2 separate regions of the Rattus norvegicus genome follow, and region 2 is linked to region 1. The links are chromatin contacts, called in public Hi-C maps. All regions are on one chromosome and are shown on one strand. Each heading gives the region's core, a stretch centred on a gene start, on an enhancer-like site or on the middle of the called end of the contact. The rest is flanking DNA. Distances are from core to core; before and after follow the strand shown. Region 1 overlaps Yap1 (Yes1 associated transcriptional regulator). Region 2 holds the start of Yap1 (Yes1 associated transcriptional regulator).

The links. A called contact is a pair of places that touch in the nucleus more often than the background predicts.
Region 2: a Hi-C map of psoas muscle shows a contact between it and region 1, with 2.4 times the contacts expected there. The contact joins the promoter of Yap1 here to the enhancer-like site in region 1. A contact is called at or near these places in 5 of 12 Hi-C or Micro-C datasets (the A7r5 cell line, kidney, liver and 1 more).

What each region holds. Positions count from the first base shown.
Region 1 is chr8:13,389,555-13,395,269 of GRCr8, reverse strand. All of the region lies in intron 5 of Yap1 (Yes1 associated transcriptional regulator), which reads left to right. Among named protein-coding and RNA genes, the nearest start is that of Yap1, 59 kb to the left of the region's middle. Within about 2 kb of position 3,194, at least 23 of the 93 cell types and tissues checked have an H3K27ac peak or open chromatin away from gene starts, as enhancers often do.
Region 2 is chr8:13,448,814-13,454,594 of GRCr8, reverse strand. Yap1 (Yes1 associated transcriptional regulator) reads left to right here and starts at 3,158. Exons shown (of 8, transcript NM_001394329.1): 1 at 3,158-3,646. The coding sequence starts at 3,371.

The sequences.
Region 1 (5,715 bases), core at 1,945-4,444:
TTTGTGGGGAGAGAGAGTGCATGAGGAAGACAGGCAGGAGAGCGTCAGAAAGAGACATGGCTTACGAGGGCTTCCTCTGTCATCCTCTGCTTCAGATCACTCACCTTGCCAAAGCACTGTGCCACCCTGTCAGGAAGGATTTGGTTCAGGGCTGGGGCAGAGTGTTTATCAGGGTTTCTCTGGGTAGCCCTAGAACTCCACTTGCCTCTGACTCCCAAGTTCTGGGATTATAGCATCACACCAGGAGGGAAGATGGTGAGAGGGCTTCCCATAAGGCACTAGAGAAATCAAGTCAGCCACACAGAGCTCAACAGTCTGAGTGGACATGGGAAGGGCTTGCTTTTTCACTTCTCCAATAGAAAGATGAGTCTCACAGTGATGATGTATGTGGGTCTTGTTCATAGCCGTGGATGAGGCTGTTAGCGGCTCCAGACTCCAGAGCGTGCATTGGTCTTAGACAGGGTGTTGGCTGTGTAGCTCTAGCTGTCTTGGAACTTGCTACTTAAACCAGGCTGGGCTTGAACACCTACTAGCAGGCTCCAAGCTCTCTCTGAGTTACTGGATTACATACACGTGTGTACAAGCACTGCCAGCACTTTTAAATAACTACAGTCAAAACTATTTTTAGCACTTTTAATGAGGCTAACAAATCATATCTGTATTCTGGGATTCCATAACCTGTGTGTACTTGTGTCCCCATGGGTTTGTGAAAACCTCAGGCTTGTAGTGTGGATCATGTCGACAGAAGGAAGACCTTTCAAAGCATTTTTAGATTTCATAACTAAATATGGAACGTGTCACCATAATTTCTTACAGTGTGTTTATAGGATTCAGAGAAATTGTCCTTACGTAGAGCTTACATTTGCATTTCTACAATCCAAAGGAAGCCGTAGCTGTGTAAACACGTCTGCTCTGATTGTGAGCACCACCGCCTGTGGTGTGTGCAGGTCCCTCACAAGGCCACCCTGCACACTCCAGCTCTGTCACACTTGGAGGAAATGACTCTCCTTCCGGGTACACATTACCCCTTTTCTTTGCTGAAAATGGGGTTCTGAGTGTCTGGGGTCTTTCTGCCTGAAAGGCTCCCTGGGTCATGCTTCGAGGTCAGTAACTCCTCAATATTTGGTAAGCAGTTCTTCATTGGTGAGATCCTACCAGTTAGGGCTTTCTGTTTGCTCTAAGGCCAGGTCTCACCCAGGACTGTCCTCATCAGAATAGCTGAAATACTCGAGGTAAGACAATCACATAAATGTCTCATCTCACTCAGATTTAGGTGGTCAAAAGTCAGTTTCAGTCTTCATAGCAATGACAGTGTCAGTGTTCTGTGGCTGTGTTAGACAGGTCTCCCTGTTCCTGGCACAGCTCAGTGAGTAATAGTGTTAGAGAATTTGACTAGCTACACATTAACACTTGATAGGAAAAAGGCTATTAAAAACAATTGCCAGAGACATTTCTTTCTTGTGAATTTGGTAGTAGCAAAGAATTTGGCTTCCCCTACTCAAAGTTAACAGATACCAGAAATCATAATTTACAGTTCTTTTAACACTTTTTTCAAATCTCTTTTCTCTTGGAAGCCCTAATTTCTCATAAATCCTAAGATTTATTTAACTGGTTTGCCTTGAATTTCAGTAAGTTCAGGGCCAGCCTGGTCTACATAGTGAGTTCCAAGCCATCCAGAGCTACACAGTGAGACAGCTAACAGCTTACTGCTCTGTCTTACTAACGATATGTTTTATTAACTATAATTGCCTCTTGAGGAAGTGATGCCATAAAGAGCTTTCTAGTTTTTTCTTGTTTGGTTTTCAAGTCTCAGGTTACAAAAGACCAAACTCTAGAAATCTTTCAGAAACAGCCCAACTTGGTGTGTTTATTTCGGAAGTAATGAAGAACTCTAGGACTCAGAGATGAGCTGGAAAGGAGACTGATAAGACCCGGTCTGTCTTGGTTTGGTTTTGAAGCAGGGTTGGTCTTGAACTCACTGTGTAGAACAGGCTAGCCTTGAACGTGGGTCATAAACTGCACCTCCACACCTGGCTAAGACTCTGACCTTGAGCAATGGCAGCTTCTGCTGTCTTCAGGATTGTTGGTTTACATTGCTGCAGCCGAGGCAGACCATTTGTAAGAATATGCATTTTTGGAGTTAACTTTTCATTTCCTACATTAGATTTCTAGCTCACAAAGGTGACCCTCCTTAAGCAGGTGGTTGCCAACTTGCCCATGCCTGTGTGCCATGCAGTATCCAAAGGCACATGCTTTGCAGCATATCTCAGTACTGCCAAAGACAGTACAGACTGACTTGGCTGCACCCGCAGTTGACTACCCTTAGTATTTTCATATGCAGCAAATAGGATTCAGTAAAGTTAAACCTGTTGTCAGCTTCAAGAAACTGTCAAAAGCTAGAGTGGTAATCAGTTGAAATGAATGTTTAACACGTGAATGATGGAGGGGGGTGGATCACTTTGTTTTTGAGTTTTTGCGTAAAGTAGTCTCCCTGACTTCCTTTTGTGGGGGGGGGGGGGTCTTGTTTTCTGTGGTCCAGCTTGGCCTTGAACTAGAATTCTGCCTCAGTCCCCCACTACTGATTACAGGCTGGAGCACACCTGGCTTCCTCCCCACTCCCCTCTTTCTTAATCACATCTTGGGCATTAATTGAATCTAAAAACAACTTCTCTTCCTATATAAATCAACCTGCATGCAGGGAGCGCCATTACCTGCACCCTCTGTCCTGTGTCAGAGGTTACTTCTTGGAGCCAAGGTGCTACAGGGTTTCCTGTCTCTAATCTGTGTGCTTTCAGTAAACAACCTTGTGGAGTTGAAAGCACTTTAGGTAAATGGCATGTGACAGGCACACTTAGTAAACAAAGCGTTTTACATGTTGTCAGCGCCTCTGAGAAGGCTTTAGGCAGCTCTCAGACGTGAACGGAAGATTGGAGGTGCATCCTACTCTGTGCTGCACCTCGTCAGATGCTGAAGGAGAATGAACGTGAAATCAGAGCTGGCTTTTTCAAAAGATCCTCTGTACGCTGTCCTATGGGAACCAGTGTTGCTGGGGCTATAGCCTCCGTGGCGCAGCATTAGCCGCCTCAGTACAGAGACACAGCCATTGTCCTGTAACTGGGTCAGTGTGGAGCAGCTGTACAACTTCAGCCTGGGGACATGGTTGGACAGCCTACAGGAGTGACTTCACCCAAAGCACTGGATGTTGCAAGTTGCTCTGTCTCCAAGGAGCTTGGGGTTATTTCATCTTGAACACAGTGCCTAAAATTAGACGACTGAGCTAAAAATACAAGATGGTCCAACTTCTCTTTTCCCAAAGGTAGTTGGAAAAGTTTGAAAGTCTTACAAAATGGGGAAGTAAGCAAGTCAGAAGAAGTTTGGCCAGAGCCAGGTCAGTCTTCTGCCCTGTGTCAGAGATCAAATAGTTCTGCTACTAGAGTATTTGACTTTTTCTAAATCAAGTATTTTTAGTGCATTCTCTTCTGTAATAATTCAAATATGCAGTAGTTTTTCCCAGTGAGCCTGTAAATCTCAGCTAATCTGGGACATGTTTAGAGTCCTGCCTTGTGAGTAAAGTCAGTGGTCCCAGCCTGATCTAGATTTCTGTGGTGCTTCATGAGGAAGATGGGTTTGCCTGTTTTCCAGAATGAACTTGAGTTTCCTGCCTCTGTTGAAACCTGGCTCTTGTAGCCCAGGCTGGCTTTAAGACTGGACCTCCTTCCCCTAAACCTTCCAGGTGCCGGAATTACAGGTGTGCACCGTCACGGCACCTGGCTTGGGTCTATGTAGGGGTGTGGGATTGTGTACTCTAGATAAAAGGGTACACACCATGTTTGTTTATTCACACAAAACTTTAAGTTGTGTTAAGGGAATGACAGGAAGCACAGTGTCTTCCTTTCTGAGGACATGAGTGATCTTGCCTTGAGTATAGCTGCTTATCTGTGTGTCCACGACAGATGTCTTTGTGGTTCTGGTTTCCTTCAAATTGTTGCCAGCCTTGTAGCGCAGAGTACTGTCACCCTGTCACCTTTTTTTACTGATCCTCTCAAGGACGGGTAGCTGGATTTTGATCATGGCTCAGGGCCTTCTTGGAGGCTCCTTGGGTGACTAGGAATGAACAACTAGCTGCCTTCACATCCCAGGTTGCCTTTCTTGGTAAGTCTAGACTTCGAGATCTGCATCGTCTGCCAGTGGGAGAGACTGAGGTGGCAGTGGGTCAGGAAGTGCATGCTTAGCAGTTAGGAACACGGGCTGCACTGACAGAACCTGGATTTTCCAGCATCCATGTGGTAGAGCACAGTTGTCTATAACCTCAGTTCTAGAGGGTCCTCACCCTCAAACTTATACCAGTGCATGTGCAATAAAAATAAGTAAATTAAAAAGAAAAACCAGTAAAAGCAGAAGAGCAACAGAATTCAAAGAGCAGAAACAGAGGCCTTGAGACAGTTTCTCTGCGTAGCCATGGCTGTCCTGGAACTCACAGATTTGCCTGCCTGCCTCTGCCTCTGCCTCTGCTGAATTAAAAGTGTTCATCACAACCAACAAGGGGCTGCTATTAGTTTTAATGCATGCAGTGATCTTGGAAAAGCACAATCTTCAAAAGAGCCAAGATAAAAGATTGTTAAAATACTATGAAAATTCACCACACTACAGTTATTTCTATTAACTGTTAGCTATGGCCATGTACCGTTGACTGAACACAATTAAAAACCAGATAGACCAAAATGGGTCTCTTTGATAAAATGCATCTGAGGTGCTAGGATATGGGTGGAGGCAGCCCCTTCCTAGCATGTCTCCGTAGCATATCGGTAGCTCTCCGTAGCATATCGGTAGCACTCCGTACAGTCCTGGGCGTGTTCAGTTTCAGGATGCTATGGATTGATTATTCAGGGTTGCTACCATTTTATTCAATAAAACAGCCTCTTGACTCTGTCCTTTCAGGACATAGGTTAATGCAGGATGCTCCACAGCCTGCTATGTGCTTGGGGTTTAAAGACGTGGCCTGCAAAATCCAATCTCAAAAATGCAGCTGGGATCATTGGAGTTAGATAGGAAAAACATTGCCTTCCTTGAGCCCTAAATAATAGAAAAAACACTGTCTTAGCAAGAAGCCACGCATGGGAGAGCGAAGTTTGAGAAGCTGTGGGGATGCTCCACCACTAGAGTCACTTCTCACCTTTCAGGGTGATGTAGTCAGCAAGGGAATTCTGTCTGACAGAACTGGGTTATCACAGGAACCACTGCAGAGTGTTGGCCTTTGAGCAGAAACAGCCAGAGGATCTAAGACTGGGCCTGAGAGTCTCAGTGTTCTTGTTGAGATGGGGAAGCAGTGGACGCAGGCATGACCCAGTAAAGAATACGCAGGCAGACTTAACACATACACACACCACCTAGAAAGGTATAGGGCCTATCAATAAGTCATGGGCTTGTAGAGAGAGGACAAAGGAAACCAGAAAAGGCTAGAGCAGGAAGGGCCCGGAGTGTGAAGGGTTAAATGGGAGATGAGGTCATCCAAGAACTGGTTTCCTGGAGCCACACAGGGAAAACACAGTCCTGAGAAAGTGCAGGGGTGCACAGTAATGACATATTAGCCAGGCGGTGGTGCACACCTTTAATCCCAGCCCTTGGGAGGCAGAAGCAGGTCTTGAGTCTGAGGCTAGCCTCATCTACAGAGTGAGTTTAAGGATAGTCTGGTCTGGATGGGAAGTTTAATATAAG
Region 2 (5,781 bases), core at 1,909-4,408, 59 kb before region 1:
GTTTGAATATGCTTGGCATTATGAGGTAGGTGTGACCTTGTTGGAGGAAGTGTGTCACTGTGGAGGTGGGCCTTAGACCCTCCTCCTATCAGCCTATGTCTGCTCCTGGCTTCCTTTGGATAAAGATATAGAACTTTCAGCTCCTCCTACATCATGCCTCCCTGGATGCTGCCTTGCTTCCTGCCACGGTAATGGACTGAACCTGTAAGGCAGCCCCAATTAAATGTTGTCCTTTATAAGAGTTGCTTTGGTTATGGTGTCCCTTTACAGCAAAGAAACCCTAACTAAGACAAATGGTAAGGGACACAGTGTTGATCCAGTTATCACAGCAAGTGTGTTCTTTAAAGGCTGGTGAAACTTTATTCACTAAAGCACATAAGCGCATTAATTCCAGTGTCCATGGTAGTAAAGCTATAGTTAGAGGACAGCTTCCATTGCAACCCTTGCTTAGTCACTTTTCTTCTAAAAGTTTCCTTTCAGGTGTACGTTTTGCTATTACGAGACAGGAATAGCCCTAGTTCCTTTTAAACTTACGGTGTCAATAACTGGCCTTAAGCTTTTGACCCTCTGCTTCCCGCCGTGCCACCGTGCCTACCTGAGACGGCATCCTATGTAGCTCACCCCAGCCTACAAGTTTGGCAATTCGCCTACCTGCCTACCATCTTTAGGTATAATTTCAGTTCAACCTTTAAAAAAAAACACCAAGAGTCTGTGTAGCTAGCCCAGCTGGCTTGACATTCACCTTGTCGAGTAGGTCGTGGAGTAGATCGACCTGATCTCAAGAGATCACCTGCCTCTGCCTCTCCAGTCCTGGATTAAAGGAATGCATCACCAAGTCTGGCTTGAGTTCACCCCAACCCCACACGCCTACACAGAGATCTGCCTGCCTCTGTCTCCTGAGTGCACTATTAAAGGCATGCACCAGCACTGTCTGCCACTCCAACTTTTACTGCAGATATTTTGTCCAAAGGTTTTGCTTGTGGCTTAACTTTTGGCTTTGAGAAAGAGGGAGTGCTGTCAGGATTCAAAAAGAGCTGTGATCCCACAGGCTTGGCCACTACCCATGAAGTAATCTGCAAACACAGGGCAATGGCAATGGCTGACTACCAAGACCTCGCCTTTTGCCACACACTGGGCCAAGGACTTCATATCTGTTGACTCATTTAATGTCTCAACAACATAAGAGACATGAGGTGGACGTAATTACAAAATTAAAAAGCAGGAAGTAGTTTGTTCACTATCACACAGCTCCTGTGTGGGGAATGAGGTCCTGAACTCTAAACTCAGAAGGTCCAGAGCCTACAAGACTGTGGCTAAATGCCTTGGCACTTGGTGGGGTGTGAACTAATTGTGGGGTCAGTCCTAGGGTACATTTACCCTTCTTCCTCTCTAGGACAGGAAACAGGCTACGGAATAGTTGATTCAAACCTTACCTGTCTGAAGCTAGATCACTCCGCTCTACCACACAAGCAAAAGACTGCTGCTTAGAATTCTTCCGGGCATGTCTGGACTAGAGAAAGAGATTATCTTTTTGCTCAAGGGTCCTTTCTTTGCTTAATCCTATTTATACCTGTTTCACTCACACTGCAGACAAAATCATTAACACAAGAAACCAGATTTCTGGAGAAGAAATTTCTGTGTTTAAAATCAGTGTTGCACAACTCTGGAAATATACTCAAAAAGCACCAAACTGCTTAAGTGGAAAACTATAGTTATGTGAGTTATATTTCAATGAAACTATTTTTTGTTCTGTACCTCATGACTTCAACAAGGGACTGAAGAGATGGCCAGTCACGAAAAGTACTGGTTCCTAAGAGGATCCAGGTTCGAATCCCTGCAACTACATAGCTTCTCACAACCAGTTGTACTCCAATTCCACAGAATCTAACACCCTCTTTCGGCCGCTGTGAGACCTAGGCAAAGACATATATAGTCAGGCAAAACACCCAATATCAATAATTAACTTAAAAAACACAGATTTTTATCATTTTTTATTCCAAATAGGCTTCTGATAGAAGACTGACACACAGAGAACGGGGTTAAGGTGCTCTCCATTGAGGTTCGTGTCCTGTTCTCTTCACATTGTCTAACCTTGTACCAAGCACAAGAAGGAAAACCAACATGCTCCTTCAAGTTCAACAGTGACTTTTGTTTGGAGTTGATGTTCCCAGTGAAATATCAAGTCTTGATGTTAAAAAATTGGCATGATTTTTCACTTAAAAAAATGGTTTGCTGAGCAAGGCTGCCCACATTTGTAATCCTATCCCTTTATAGGCTGAGGTAGGGGGAGCGGAAATTTAAAGCCAGCCTCAGTTATGTAGTGAGTTGAAAGACAGTCAGTGCTCCAAGTGAGATGGCTCAGGGTACCTGAGTTCGATTTCTGGGACCCACAGTCAGGAAGAAAACAGATCCCAAAAATTGCCCTCTGACCTTCACCTGTGCAAGTGTGCTCACTCAATCAATATAATTAGAAAGAAGAAAGGAAGGAAAGAAGGAAGGAAAGGAAGAAAGAGAAAGAAAAGGAAAAGAAAAAAGAAAGAATAGAAAAGGAAAGAGAACGAATTTACAAAAACCGGGCTAGCAGAGGCCCTCACTTGGGAATCCTAGTAGTCGGGAAGTTGTGGCACGAAGATTGTCCGGAGTTGGAGGATATCCTTGGCTACAGGGCTAAACCTGCTTAAAACAAAACTTTTTAAAAAAGTAATACTATGCTTCTTTTTGTTAGATACTCTGAGTCAACTCCTGGTTCCAAGCTTCACTATGTAATCATTTACACCCGCCCTCAAGTGTTTTGTTGTTTCTTCTTCCAACTTGTGGTAAATGGAATCAATGTTAAAACGCGGACCGGATTAAAATCAGTGCAGGCGAACAGCGTCGCCTTTGCATCCAGCCTGCCCAGCGGGCTGTCGGGATTTCTGGCGGCCTTGGCGTTGCGCGCCGGTCCGGCAGGGTCTGCGCCCGCAGACGCGCCGCTCCGGGCCGGCCGGTGGGTGCGCACGCAGCGCGGTCGCCTCCGGGTCACGTGCGGCAGGGAGTCTGCAGGAATGTAACGACGCGCAGGGAAAGTTTCCCGGGGCCCGCGGATTCGGTGCGGGCGGGCGCGCAGAGGAAGGAAGAGCGACGAGGAGGCGGAGCCCGCGAGGCGCGCGGGCGGGCGCTCCTCGCAACTTTTTAGTTTGGGCGTCTAGAGCCGAAGTTTCTGTCTCAGTTGGGACGCCGCCGCGGCCCGGGGCAAAGAAAGGGAGGAAGGAAGGAGCTCACGAAGGGGAGGGGAGGGGGCCTCGGGCAAGGAGTGCAGGGCGATGCGGGCGCGCGACGCAGCCCCCCGAACCTGAGCGCAGCGCCCCGAGCGTCGAACGAGGCCGCAGCCATGGAGCCCGCGCAACAGCCGCCGCCCCAGCCGGCCCCGCAAGGCCCCGCGCCGCCGTCGGTGTCTCCGGCCGGGACCCCCGCGGCCCCGCCCGCACCCCCGGCGGGTCACCAGGTCGTGCACGTCCGCGGGGACTCGGAGACCGACCTGGAAGCGCTTTTCAACGCCGTCATGAACCCCAAGACGGCCAACGTGCCACAGACCGTGCCCATGAGGCTTCGCAAGCTGCCCGACTCCTTCTTCAAGCCGCCTGAGCCCAAGTCCCACTCGCGACAGGTAAGGACAACGCGGGGGCCCGGGGCCGCGTGGGGGTGCTGGGCTGGGGGTTGTTTTCGCGGAGTTGGCGGCCGCGGGGGCAGCACAATGCGCGCGCCTCCGCTCCGCACCTTCGCTCCGACCATGGGGGAGGGGAGGTGGGGGGAGGGGGCCCGGCGTCCCGTGCAGGACTCCAGGCCTGGGGTACACGGTCTCCCCTTCCCGCTCCACTGGAGTGTCCCGTGGAGCCGCGTTAACTACCCTCTTGTTTTCCCGTGTCGGTGAGGGGTGGGGGTTGAACCGGTCCATTGAGTTTCTGGTTCCTTCTCGTCCCCTCCCCCTCCCTCTCCCGAAAGCTTTTCTGCTCTCGCGGCCCAGGCGCGGTCCGGGTGCAGGGTTCGGTCTCCCCTGCCCCGGCGATCCCGAGAGTTGGCCGAGCTCCCTCGTCCTCCGCTCGCCTCTGCGGTACCCTGGAACTCGCGCGGGCGGGATCCTTTCACACTCGGTGGGCTCACGTGTCCCTTTCCCAATCGTAACCTATTATTTACTGTTCGGCCCGAAAGCTTTTAAATGAGCCACGTCTGTGCGTTGCGCAGGAGCTCGGCGCGCTCACGGTGCAGAGGTTTCTGCGCTGGCCTTTGATAGCGCGTTGCAGGTTGACTCATAGGCCGAGTTCTGCCTGGCTCAACTGTGATTAAAGGTAATGTTTGGGAAGCAATGACTAATTCCAGGCTCGCCATTGCTCTTTAACTGACTGCGGATGTGAACATGGCTGCTTATCCACATCCACGACGCCTGGTTATTTTCCCAACTGGATCCAACACAGAAGTGAAACCGTTTCAAAGTATTAACATTCCGATAGGTCCTGGTAGATTTTTCTTCAGTGTCTTTTTCCCCTCCCGAACCCCCCCCTCCCCGCTTTCTCTTTTTAATTACTTAATTTTTAAAGAACTTGCTTTAGGCTAAACCAGTATAGGATCTTTGCCCAAAACTTAATTGGTTTTCCAAACACTGCCATGTTGTTAGCCCACTCGGGCTGTAACTTGAGTGGAAAGAAGAGTTTCCGCCCCCACTCCAGCCCCCCTCCTAGGCAGGCCTGCTGTAGAACCGGGTTGTTGGAGCCACGAAAATCTCGATTAACCTCCTACAAAAAGTCTACTTACGGAGGAAGGAAAAGTTATGTAGCTGCTAGTCTAAATAAACTCTTAATTTGTAACAACAGTAGACCTAGATACTATTCATTGCTCCCTCCCCCAAGTGGGATTCTGTACTCACTGAACTAATGTATGTTGGCATGCAATTGAGAAACGGTCGGGGAAACTTTGAAGGAATATCCAGACTGAACGCTCCATTTTGTAGCACTTAGCAGTCAGAAGGAATGTACCCGGGAAAGTATGCAGTACCTAGTTCCACTGGGTCGTTCGTGGGTACTTTTGCCTTCTCTCTATCGTTTTCAGAGAAATTCACCTTTTCTATGTGCTAATGATTTCCTAAAATTTAATCTTACCTAGAAACTCAAAAACAGGGGTTTTTGCTATGGGGCTTTAAATGACTGCTGAGGCCCTTCAGTCTTCTTATCAAAATTAATTTAGAAAAACAAATGTTTTGATAATCCTAGTTCCAATAAAAGGATTAGATTATGAATAGTATGTATCTGAGTTTGTAAATAATCATCTATAGGCTCCTGCCTGAGAATTCTTATATCCCCTCTGGCTTGGAAAAACTACTTTACAGACAAGTTCATTCCTGATACCTGTCTAACATTGATCTGACTAGACCCCAAATTCGAATCATTGGGGTCTTTGCAGATTTTTCCTTTCTCCCTCCCCCTGTTATTTGTGTGTGAATCCACAAATTAAAACTGAATTGATAAAGTCTTTATTTTCTAGGCCTGTTCTCTTCATTGGGGAGCTTTTAGCATTGGTGCAGTTCTGAGCCTCTGAATTCATTAAACGTATAATTTATAATGGTTGATTTATTGATCACATTTGTTCACAGTCAAAGTGACAGATGGGGGGGACATTAGATATTTAAAACAAAGAAAAAGTGCACAGTCATCTCCAGGTTTTGTTCTAGAACCTGGAAAAGCAACCACACTGCTTAGAAAAATTACTGATTTATTTATTTTGGGTTGTATGGGGTAATCATTGTTCTCT